2 separate regions of the Gossypium hirsutum genome follow, and region 2 is linked to region 1. A link is a contact called in public Hi-C data. All regions are on one chromosome and are shown on one strand. Each heading gives the region's core, a stretch centred on a gene start, on an enhancer-like site or on the middle of the called end of the contact. The rest is flanking DNA. Distances are from core to core; before and after follow the strand shown. Region 1 holds the start of LOC107951392 (GEM-like protein 1). Region 2 holds the start of LOC107951138 (14-3-3-like protein B).

Evidence for each region. Hi-C and Micro-C count contacts between places; a contact is called where the count stands out from the background.
Region 2: a Hi-C map of leaf shows a contact between it and region 1, with 5 times the contacts expected there. The contact joins the promoter of LOC107951138 here to the promoter of LOC107951392 in region 1. A contact is called at or near these places in 7 of 34 Hi-C or Micro-C datasets (hypocotyl, leaf and seedling).

The regions. Positions count from the first base shown.
Region 1 is chrA02:16,929,494-16,935,347 of Gossypium_hirsutum_v2.1, forward strand. LOC107951392 (GEM-like protein 1) reads left to right here and starts at 2,869. Exons shown (of 4, transcript XM_016886441.2): 1 at 2,869-3,224; 2 at 3,306-3,407; 3 at 3,733-4,004; 4 at 4,963-5,359. The coding sequence starts at 2,936. The coding sequence ends at 5,145. LOC107952560 (a long non-coding RNA gene) reads left to right here. Exons shown (of 4, transcript XR_005907823.1): 1 at 1-123; 2 at 675-1,008; 3 at 1,103-1,282; 4 at 1,482-2,057.
Region 2 is chrA02:17,182,133-17,187,986 of Gossypium_hirsutum_v2.1, forward strand. It overlaps LOC107951138 (14-3-3-like protein B), which reads right to left and starts at 2,184. Exons shown (of 4, transcript XM_016886073.2): 1 at 1,384-2,184; 2 at 1,086-1,208; 3 at 228-344. The coding sequence starts at 1,881.

The sequences.
Region 1 (5,854 bases), core at 1,619-4,118:
CTCCGAATACAAAATGTGTTTTTCTAGGTGTTGTCAAATTATGGGCCGTAGTGAGCAAGATGAGTTGTCGTTGCCCAAATTCTTTACCCATGCATGCAGTGTGCTGACATATTTTTCCTTAAGGTGCTTCTGCTCTGGATTTTATCCTTTCCTGATTCCAAGGCTTTTAGAGAACTTTAGGTAGATTTATAAGTAAATCTCAATAAAAGTGCGAGTGTCACTCTGTTTCAAGTTACTTCTACGAATTACTCAATTTGTTAACCATATAAATGCTTATTAGGCGTATTTTCTAAGTGATATCCATTGTTTCATTTTCTTTTTCTAATTGAGAATTTTCATTATGACATCATTTGGTATCCTTTTATTGGAGTAATTGGAATTTTTTTCTCAATGTGTCCAAATAAAGAAAGTTCCAATTTCTGATTGAAGATCCAAATTTACTATTATATTCCTCTACATAGCTATTTTAAGTTTGACAGTTTAAGTAGAGAACAACTGTTAAGGATCTCCAGCATTGTTGCTATTGATCTCCTTCCATTTTTCTGCAGTTTATTCTGGACTATTTTTTACAAGCTGTACCCTTGCTTGTGTACATTCTATGTTTTCTTGTAGGTTATAATGTTAATTCAAACTTTTATTTATCTAAAGCTGCTGTAATTGCTTTATGTGGACAGGCGGACATTTGCCAGTTAGGCATGGATCAAAGGAAGGTTAATGTGCTTGCAAGAGAGTACTGTGATGACATTAAGAGGAAAAACAAACAAATTATTTTGTCTCATCGTATTGTCCTACTTCAATATCTATTTTGGTTCTTGAGATCAATTGAATGTGGGGAAAAACTTTTTCAGATTTAAAAACTTTGAGATGCTTGAAGAGTTGGACATAAGTGACAACCAGATCAGAGTTTTACCCGAGTCTTTCAGATTATTGTCGAAATTGAGAGTTTTCCGAGCAGATGAGACTCCCCTGGAAGTTCCACCAAGAGAAGTAATCAAATTGGGTGCTCAGGTAATGCTAATCTAGCTACAAATTTAACTTGCTGGGACCTTTCCTGTTTGATTTCTTATGAGCTACTAACTCATTCAACTTCTTTCTACATTAGGCTGTTGTTGAGTTCATGGCTGATCTCATTGCCAAGAGGGATACCAAGGCAGCACCACCAAAGAAGGAGAAAGGTTTTTGGTTCAGGATTTGTTCGATTTGTTGGACGTTCCAGACCACAAATACAGACGACAACATGTAACCAATGAATTACACTAATCTCAACAGGCTGGTCTCTCAGGTACAATAAATGATGGCTTTAATTTGATTGTTTGCATTGTATGTGTATCAATATTCTTGCTATCCTCTACTATTTAGTTGTCTTACATAAAAAATGTTGATAATTTTTAACTGCTATTAAGGTCTCGGTTTACTAGGGATCATGTTGGTCATAGACTGATGCTTCAAATTGGATTGATTTCATTTGTTACATTTTTCAGACTCATTCCATTCTGAAGGATCTGGTTCACAAGGCTATGAGTGAAACTCCGGTATATTCCCATCTTTGCTTATATTGTTCATGTACCAAATAAAATTTGCCTGCTATTTTTCTATCTTTTGACATTGAGTTTAGTATTCTTCAAGGTTTATAAGAGTCAACTTACCGTCTGTTACTTATTTTGGTGAAACAAATGATCAGTGAATGATTTCTGGGAAATTTCTTTTGTAGCAAAAACGATTATCGGCATTACTGAATGAGGATCCAGCAATCATGGAACGCCGATCCGCTCTTGCGAAGAGACTGGAATTATATAGGAGTGCACAAGCTGAAATCGATACGGTCGCTTGGTCGAAGTAAGAGTGGGTAAATTTAGAACCATGGGGCATGGTATTGGGATCTGTTTTGTTGTATTTTCGTTAAAGCAATATATTTTTTACCATATTTTAGAATGCAAACATCATTTGTTGTGTATTCTAAGTTTCTTTAAAGCTGTATAATATGCAAATGTTTTGCCACTTTATCGCTTATGTGATTTTTCATTCATTAATTTAAGCATCCGAACACATTTTGGAAATAACTTGAGTCTGACCCAAATACCTCTCGATTTTTTCTTTTTCTTTTTGCAATTTATTAATTTAAGCATTTTTGAGATAAATTTTAAAATTACTAGATAAATCCTCTTCCCATGCTTCGGAAAATTAGTCATATTTTGACTAAGATAATAATTATTTTAAATTATACAAATTCATATAAGATAATTTATTAGTTATAATTATTTTAAATTTTATTAAATCATATATTTTAATTAAAATATATTTAATATTAATTATTTCAAATTACCTTTTATAGTATCATATATTATGATTTGAGTAAATTCATATAAGAATATTAATTATTAAGAATTTTATTAAATTATATATTTTAATTATAATATATTTAATAATAATTATATTAATTTATATTTTATAGTATCATATATTATTATTTGAGTAAATTCATATAAGAATATTGATTATTAAGAATTTTATTAAATTCTATATTTTAATTATAATATATCTAATATAATTATGTTTAAATATGATTAAATTATTTATTATTGATAATAATAATCTTATTAAAATTTAAATAACAATAACAATAATCATTTACCAAAACAAATTTATGGTAAGGGTATTCTAGTCATTTTAGTTTTTTCCATTATGCTATTACACCTCTATTCCATTCAACCAAACACAAGATTACTATTACGCCTCTATTCCATTACATTTAACCAAACAGTTAATTTACTATTACACCTCTAATCCAATACACCTCTAATCCAATACAGCGAAACAAACGTAACCAAATTCAACCCCACGACGAATCAATCCTACAATATTCCTTCACGATTTGACCCCTTAAAATATTTTCCATTTCTGTTTCTTCTGATCCCAACATCCATATATATAAATCATGAGCCAGCCAGAGTCCGATCCTAGCAACATCCCCGAAGCCAAACAGTCCACAACATCCTCGGACTCAGCCCGAGTGCCGCCTCTCTGTTCCGATTACGCTCCGTACCCGAAATTAGACCCCAAGCACGTCGCTCCTCCACCGGAGAATTGGACTAACGTTTCCATGGGTTCCCAGTCGCAGCCTAATCAAGGGCCGGCGACGTTCTCTGGCAGCGCTGCTACCACCATGCCGGCTGAGTCGAATCCTTACGTTTCTCCTGCTCCGGTTCGATCATCTTCCGTCAAGAGTAACCCACTTGCTTCACCTTCTACTAAATTTGTTCTTTTTATTTGAATACCATTCATATTTAAGCCCTTTCGTTTAGCAGATAAGATGGGAGCAGTGAAAGAGGTGTTAGGGAAATTGGGAAAGAAAGCGGCGGAGGATACTAAGAAGGCAAAAGAGATAGCTGGGAACATGTCGCAACATTGTAATTATTTCTCTTTATTGACCACCCTTGGTTCCCCTGCACGATAGACTCAGTGACTCTTGAATTTTTAATATGAATTTTAGGTAGTGTTTGAATTTGGATTTCAAAAATACTGTAAATCATGGATAAATAAATATATGTAAATATCAGATTAGTTTTCAAAATTATGGATTTGTTGAATATCTATTTAATAGTTTATACATTTCAAATGTATAGCATTAGGGTATTCTCAATACACGATATCAGTTGATTGGATTATGTTATATGAAGTATATATAATTAGTAAGTTTATGGGTTTTTTTTTTTGTTGTTGTTGTTGCAACAGTGAAAACTGGGCCAAGTTTTGCTGATGCTGCTGTAGGAAGAATTGCTCAGGGTACCAAAGTTCTTGCAGAAGGTGGTTATGACAAGATTTTCCGAACAACATTTGAGACTGCTCCTGAGGAACAGCTTCTGAAGACTTATGCATGTTACTTGTCCACCTCGGCTGGTCCTGTTATGGGAGTTTTATATTTGTCAAGTCAAAAGCTTGCTTTTTGTAGCGACAATCCTCTGTCTTACCAAGTTGGTGCTCAGACTCAATGGAGCTACTATAAGGTATAAGAGCTTATGTTATGCGTTTCAGTTGGTCAAGTCATTGCATCTGTGTCTAATTGGTTAGGGTTGAGTGTAGACTGATTTTTTTAGATTTTACATTCCCAGGCAGTTCCATATATCACTAAAAGGACATGAATTATGGATTTTTTTCCCTTTATTGATTACATGTTTTGAAATTAGCATATCGTGGGCTCAATGCTTGATGATTCTATTTCTATCATCTATGTGGTTCCACCAAAAGTTGCCGATCCCGGATGCTTTGTTAGATTAAACCTTTGCTTTTAAATAAGCATCTGCAGTTATGACTTATGACCTGTTCGAGTTATTTGCTAAAGTTTTGTAGTCCCCTTGTTTCATAAGGTCTTCATCATCTTTGATTTGTTCTTTTTCCTGCTTGGTTACCGTAGTGCTAGTTTTTGAGTTAGTGCTTTTGTAGTTAAAGCTGTGTTTGCTTAAACTTATTAATAAGGAGAAGTTGGTAATGGAATAGGTAAGGCTATTGAAATGAGTTGTAAAATAAGTGATTTTTCTGAGGTAGTTTATGTACCCCATCTTAATACGAATGTTAGATATTCCGTAACGTGTGTTTTGTTTCTTCCTTTCCAATATCCTTCAGTGACAAAATCCAGATATAGAGTTTCTAAATTGCTTCTAACTCTTTTTCTGTAGCAGTACCCTTGTTTGATACCTTTATGCAACACATATCCGGACATGATTCTTCAAGGAATTCTCCAAAAATATGGAAATATTTGAATGTCCTCCTCTTGTTTGGTTTATCAGGATATATGTGTATGTGATTTGTCAAAGATACATCTCTGCTTGTCCGTGTTTGTCAAATTTTGATCCCTGATCGCTAGAACTATGAAACTGGCATCTTACCAACAAGTGACTCAGCTGTTTGGCAAATTTTATTGATCCTTAATTAAACTTGTTGTAACGGTTATTAATGTGATTTTAGGTGGCTATTCCATTACATCAACTAAGGGCAGTGAATCCATCAACAAGCAAGGCAAACTCAGCTGAGAAATACATCCAGATAATATCAGTTGACAACCATGAATTTTGGTTCATGGGCTTTGTACACTATGACAGTGCTGTTAAAAATCTTCAACGACCATTGCAGCCAGCCCGGAGCTCATGATGTTAATATGTTGAGCCAGATTTGTCAGAGTTGAAATAGCATAGTCTTGTTTTACATTTGCATTTATATTCCGATATTCCTTTGTTTCCTAAACTCGTCAGTTGTTGGTGGATATGTTTTACTGATGTCTGTAAGGTATCGGCTTGTTGAATGGTTTAATACTAGATGTGTGTTCATTTATACTTTTTTTTAATATATACATTACCTTTTACAATACCAATGATTCCTTATTAGTATTTATATATTTATAAAAATATTATATACCAAATTTAATTAATAAATAATAATTAAGGTCGAACTAGATTGGATTGACCAGGAAATAAATTTATCTTATTCCAGTTCAATTGCAATTTTTGACTAAGCCCTTCAATGAAAGGTTAATTTTCCTCTCCCTAATAATTATGCAAATATAGTCAGTCCCCACAATTTCCTTCTTTCACCCTTTTTATCTCCTCCACCTGCCCTCAACCTTCTTTAAGAATCCTAGGAGAACCCGAGTAGTTATTAGTTTATAGTCCCCCTTTTCTTGGACTAACAGATGTACCAAAAAAGAAAAAAGAAGAAGAAGTGGGTCCTATTTTCGTATTTACTCATTCCTAATAAATGTATTGGTTAAATGGGATGGCTTAAAGCTTAAGCTGATAGGAGTCCAGTATTAGTTTCAACACGTCTTGAAATGTGCATGTCATTGTCAGATCAACTTTTGATA
Region 2 (5,854 bases), core at 934-3,433, 250 kb after region 1:
ATCATAAAGCTTAGTAACTTATTTATACTAGCCTTTCCTGCAAATAAGACTTTATTCCTTGCCCTAGATTTAAACCTTAAAAAGAACTAATCATCTGGGCCAATTACAATAAAAGGAACAACAAAAAAACAACATAATAATGTAATCAGCATTAATAAAAATGATAGATAAAACAAGCTCCTGCTTCAGAGGGGAAGAGGAAGGGTAGAGGAAGGGAGGGCAATGACCTGCACATCCGAAGTCCAGAGAGTAAGATTATCCCTTAGCAGTTGCATAATGAGAGTGCTATCCTTGTATGACTCTTCTCCCAGTGTGTCAAGCTCAGCAATGGCTTCCTCAAATGCCTTTTTTAAAGAAAAACAAGCCATATTTAATGAATTTCCGAAATTAATTTATGATTTATTCTTACCATGACAAGCAACCATGCATCGACACCCAAGAATATCACAAAGAATGTTTTAAAACAAATTACGAAAGTTATTTTGCAATGATTTCAGAGGTTAGCCTCATTCCATTTATTCTCTCCCCATAAACATAAGCAAGATAATAGCGAGAAGAAAGAAACAATTCTTCGTCGGCCAGCACAAATCTATTGAAATTTGGGAAATCTTGTACCAATTTGTTCCCTATCTAACTACAACTCTTTAAGTATTTCAAGTTTGTTCACTGACCTACCATCTTACTATGTTGTTCAACTCTTCATTTTTCTTAAAACACCCGTATCTGACTTATTAAGACACGGATATGGAATATCACCCTCCAAATATATATGACTTAATTGCTCATAAGGATTTGGTTTAGCAGATCTACATCAAAAAACATTATGTACTATAGCTAACACCCTGATTTAACACTAGTTTCTTCCCAAGTTCAAAATTTTCAAAATGAGAAGTGAGTTTAAAGTAATAGAATGATGAGAATCAAACAAATACAAATGGAGCTATCTTTTTGCAATTATCTGAACAAAAAATTATTTAACTAATGCTGGTTCATACTTTAATCTAATAGGCTCCAGATTAAACTAAATGGTGGATTTATAGCATAAAACATGATAAAGTGGTAACAAAAATAACAGGAAAACGCACCTGTTTAGCCATGCTACATGCCTTGTCTGACTGATTGAGAATCTCATAGTAGAACACCGAGAAATTCAGCGCAAGCCCCAATCTGATAGGGTGCGTCGGTGCTAGATCCTCCAGTGCAATATCCTTCATTCAGTTCAACACAAAAATCTAAAGAATCAACTTTGGAAGAAGAAAATATGAAAGAGGTTTCACAATCGAAGCCCCAACCGTAAAGTCATATTCCCCCAAGTCAACATCCAAAATTGTACTGTAAAATTCAACTATTCAGTCAAAGCTTGAGCTAGAGTTAAAATGTTACCTGAGCAGCCTTGTAAGACAACATAGTATCCTCAGCAGCAGCTTTCCTCTCATCACCAACCTTAAACTCCGCTAAATAGCGATGATAATCTCCTTTCATCTTCAAATAGAAAACCTTGGACTCACTAGCAGTAGCAGAGAGGATCAGATTCGACTCCAATAAAGTCAAGATACTAGCGCAAACTTCCGACAACTCGGATTCAATCTTGGATCTGTACTCCTTAACCAGCACAACATGTTCCTCGTTCTTTCGACCTTCTTCTTTCTGCTCGATGGAAGAAACGATTCTCCACGCGGCACGTAGAGATCCGATGACGTTTTTGTAGGCGACGGAGAGAAGGTTCCTTTCCTCGACGGTTAATTCAGCGGCTGGGGTTGAGCCGAGGACCAGCTTTTGCATGAACTGAAGCATCTCCTCATAGCGCTCAGCTTGCTCGGATAGCTTCGCTAAGTAAACGTACTGATCGCGGCTCAGGTTGCCGGTGACCGTCGTCGCCATTTGCCGTAATGGTGGGTTTCGAGGGAGAGAACGTTTTTCAGTTTTTTTTTTTTTTTGCCTTCGCTTTCGGGAGGGACGCTGAAGGCCTGAAGATTTAGAGGGGTTTTTTTTTTTTTTTAACGCAAGGTTGAGGAGGGTATAATGGTAACTAAAAATGAGAATAGAATTGGTTGTTGGTTTTTTGTTTTTCTTAATTTTATTTAATTAAGATAGACTTATTATTGAATTTTTGAGCGAAGAAAAGTATGGTTTTGTTGGGGAATCTGGATTTGAAAACTAATGATTCAGGATTTAAAATGGAATTGGGCGGTTTTGGAGATAAGATTTGCCTGTAATAAGTGGGACCTAATCCAGCTCGAAACGGTGTCGTTTGAGCATGACTGATAACGTTTTCAACGCGAGTATCAAATCAAACTCTATCAAAGGCTTCGTCGTTTATAGTTCTCTCCAGCTGGCCTTTGTTTTTTTAAATTGTATTCCTTTTGGCGGCTTTCCTTGTGTTGCAGCAGGCCAGCCAACCAAAATAAAAGTTTTAAAGCTCTAACTTTTCCTCTGCTATAATATAATACACCAACTTTTTAAAAATATTTATTATTCAAAAATTCCTATCTATGGAATGAATTATGCTAAAATATGGATACGGCTTAAAACGCTTCCAATGGGCTGGATGAAGTTGGAACTGCATCTTAATGCAGACCACTTTGTATAACAACAACGCTAAACTACTTAGTTGGTGACATAATTTTTAGAGTATTTTTATTTTAATCACTTAAAATAAAATTTTTACAATTTGATCATCTAATTTTTAGGATGCTTTCATTTTAATTATCTAAATATTTAATCTCTAATGACTGTTAATTATACACATTACATTATGTTTACACTTTTATTTTGGTCACCTAAAAGATATCTTTTTTAAATATTGATTAGGGTAAAAAATTAAAGATTAAAGTGAAAAGAGGTAGAAACTAAAATAATACACAAAATTTGTCAATTTGTAATTGTTTATTCTATTGTTGAAAATTCTATTTTTTAATATCAAAATTTAAATTTCAAAACATCAAAATAAATTGAATAAACTATTGAAACAATTTTATCCATTGATAATGTCAATCGATTTGTATTATAATATTAAAATTAATTAATTTATTCTCCTTTTAAATTTTAAAATTAACAAAATCAACAAATAACTTATATATAATAATTGTCTATGAAGCTTAAATTTATTTTGATTGTATAATTTGGATTCTTCCATGCTAAGCTAAAAGTAAAGAAAAATATCCTTGAAATTAATTAAATTAATTGTTTGTTCTATGCTTGGGTAAATAAGTGATGAAAAATTATGACTATTGCTTGGCATGGTAGATAAAATTAATTTATTTATTTAATTGTAAGGATTTTTCTTTACTTCTAGATTAACATAGAAAATTCAAGATTATATAGTTAAAATAAATTTGAGTTTCGTAAACAACTATTAAAGACAATAAGTTTCATTGATACTTTTGTAAAATAATTTTAAAACATCAAAATAAATTAATAACTTGTTGAAATTTCTTTATTTATTAATAATGTAAATTGATTTGTTACTATAATTTTGAATCTTAATATTTAAAAATTTATATTTCAAAAAAAAAATTAGAACTTTCGGCAATGAGATAAACAAGTACAATTTGATAAATTTTGTTTATTATATTAGTTTCTACCTTTTTTAAAACTTTAATCCTTAGTTTTTTTACCCGAATCAATATTTAAAAAAGATATTTATTGGGTGACCAAATTGAAAGCAACTTAAAAGTTGAGTAACCAAAATGAAAATGCAAACATGATGTGGTGTCTACAATTAACCACCATCAGAGGTTTACTGCTTGAGTGACTAAAATGAAAGCGCTCTAAAAGTTGGGTGACCAAATTGCAAGGATTTCATTTTAAATGACCAAAATTAAAGTGCCCTAAAAATTGAGTGATCAACTAGAGAATTTACCCTAAAAATAAATATGTAACAACCCGTTTTTTGTCAAATCAGAACAGTGGTTTCAAGATCACAAATCTGATGTCAAAATAATTATTTTATTATTATTTTAATCTCTACAACATGATAGTATGATTGTGTGAAAATATCGTTAACAAATTTTATCGTTTGAGTGCTTAATTTGATAAAAAGGATTAAATCGCGTAAAATGTAAAAGATATGTTCTAATAACTAAATGTGTCTAATAGCTATAGAGCCTTAAAGTGGAGGTCCTTACATGGTAATTAACCCATAATAGTGATAGTGGATTATAATGGCTTGGCATTTTGTGTAATTTGAAAAGTCAATAAAGGTTAATTAAGTAATTAGGTAATTAAAGTTAATAATAAATAAAACCACATTAAACACCATTTTGTATCCTTTTTCTTCAACCGAATTTCACAAAGAAGAAAGCCATTTTTGTGCTTAACTTACGAAAATCTTATCTCCTTCAATTAGGTATGTATTTTTAATCCGTTTTTGATGATTTCTATGTTTTTGGAGTCATTTCAACTTAATCTAGCTAGCCCAGGGACTAATTTGCAAAAATGTTAAAGATTTAGGGTTTTTCCATTGATTAATGTACATGTATTTTAAAGTTTGATGATAGAAAATGTATGGTTGTTGTTAGATAAACAATATTTGTAAAGTGATTTTTTGGAAAAATTTCCAATTAGGGATTAAATTGAAAAATGTGATAAATTATGTGGAAAATGTGTGAAATAATAAAAAATATGGGCTACTATGGTAATAAGGGAAATTCAGCTAGCGTAGGTAGGGACCTAATTACATGAATTTGTATTTTTAAGGGCACAAGAGTAAAGTTGCCATAATATGCTTTTTGGGCTAAGTTGAATAAATTGATAATTGAATAAGTTAATTTTCATTACATTTAGATCAAGAAAAGCGAAGTTAGGATCCAAATTGGGGGAAAATAAAATATTGGATTAGTCAATTCATTTCATCGTTTTTGCGATTGAGGTAAGTTCGTATGCTAATAAGCATTATTGTAATTGTGTTTTAAATGTTTTATATTTGAATTATTGATGAATATAATTGTACGGAAATGTTTGACGAAGATTCGGCAATGAAAAATCCCGTTTGAATCTTAGTAATAGATTAGGATACAAATGACATGTCATTAGGGGTTATGTGATTTGGGTGTTGGTCTGTACGTCTTACCGGTGGCTAAGTTATTGAGCATATGTTGCGGATTCTCATTAGCTTGTGTGAGCAGCACCATGTAGCTACATCATGACTGTCAGCTTGTGTGAGCAGACCCGTTGATAGCTCGAGAGTGAGCATTATATGAGATTGAGATAGCTTCGGCTATGTATTGGCACTTAGGGTGCGAGATTCCAAAGTATCCGATAGTATTCCAAATGGTTCAATAGGTATATCGAAGATACGAAATAGTGAGAAATAGATACATATCAGCAGGTATGTACGAAAACTATATGAGCATTGAACCTATGAAAGTTGTGAGTTCATGATTACTTATATGATTGAATATATGTAGACCTTATGAATTAATGATTTTGTAGTATGTTATGTTCATACTACTTGATTTGTGAATAAATGGTGAGCTTTACTTATTAACTATACGAGATTACTAAGCTTTATAGCTTACTATGTTTACTTTTCCATGTTTTATAGTTTTTATCGAAGCTAGCTCGGATTGGGTGTCGTCGGAGATCTCATCACACTATCAAGTTTTCACTTTTGAACTTATGAATTTGATTATATGGCATGTATAGGAATTGTGGTCATTTTGGTATATGTTAGTAATGGCTTTAACCATTGAGTTGGCTTGTAAATGATAAATGGTTTGTTATGTATATCGCCATGTGACTTGGCTTATTTTGGTATGTCTGATGATGTATGTATATATGTGAGAAAGACTTTTTAATATGTGGTGTAATATTGACATTTATATGCTTGTTGTGAGTTGGTATTTATGGATGT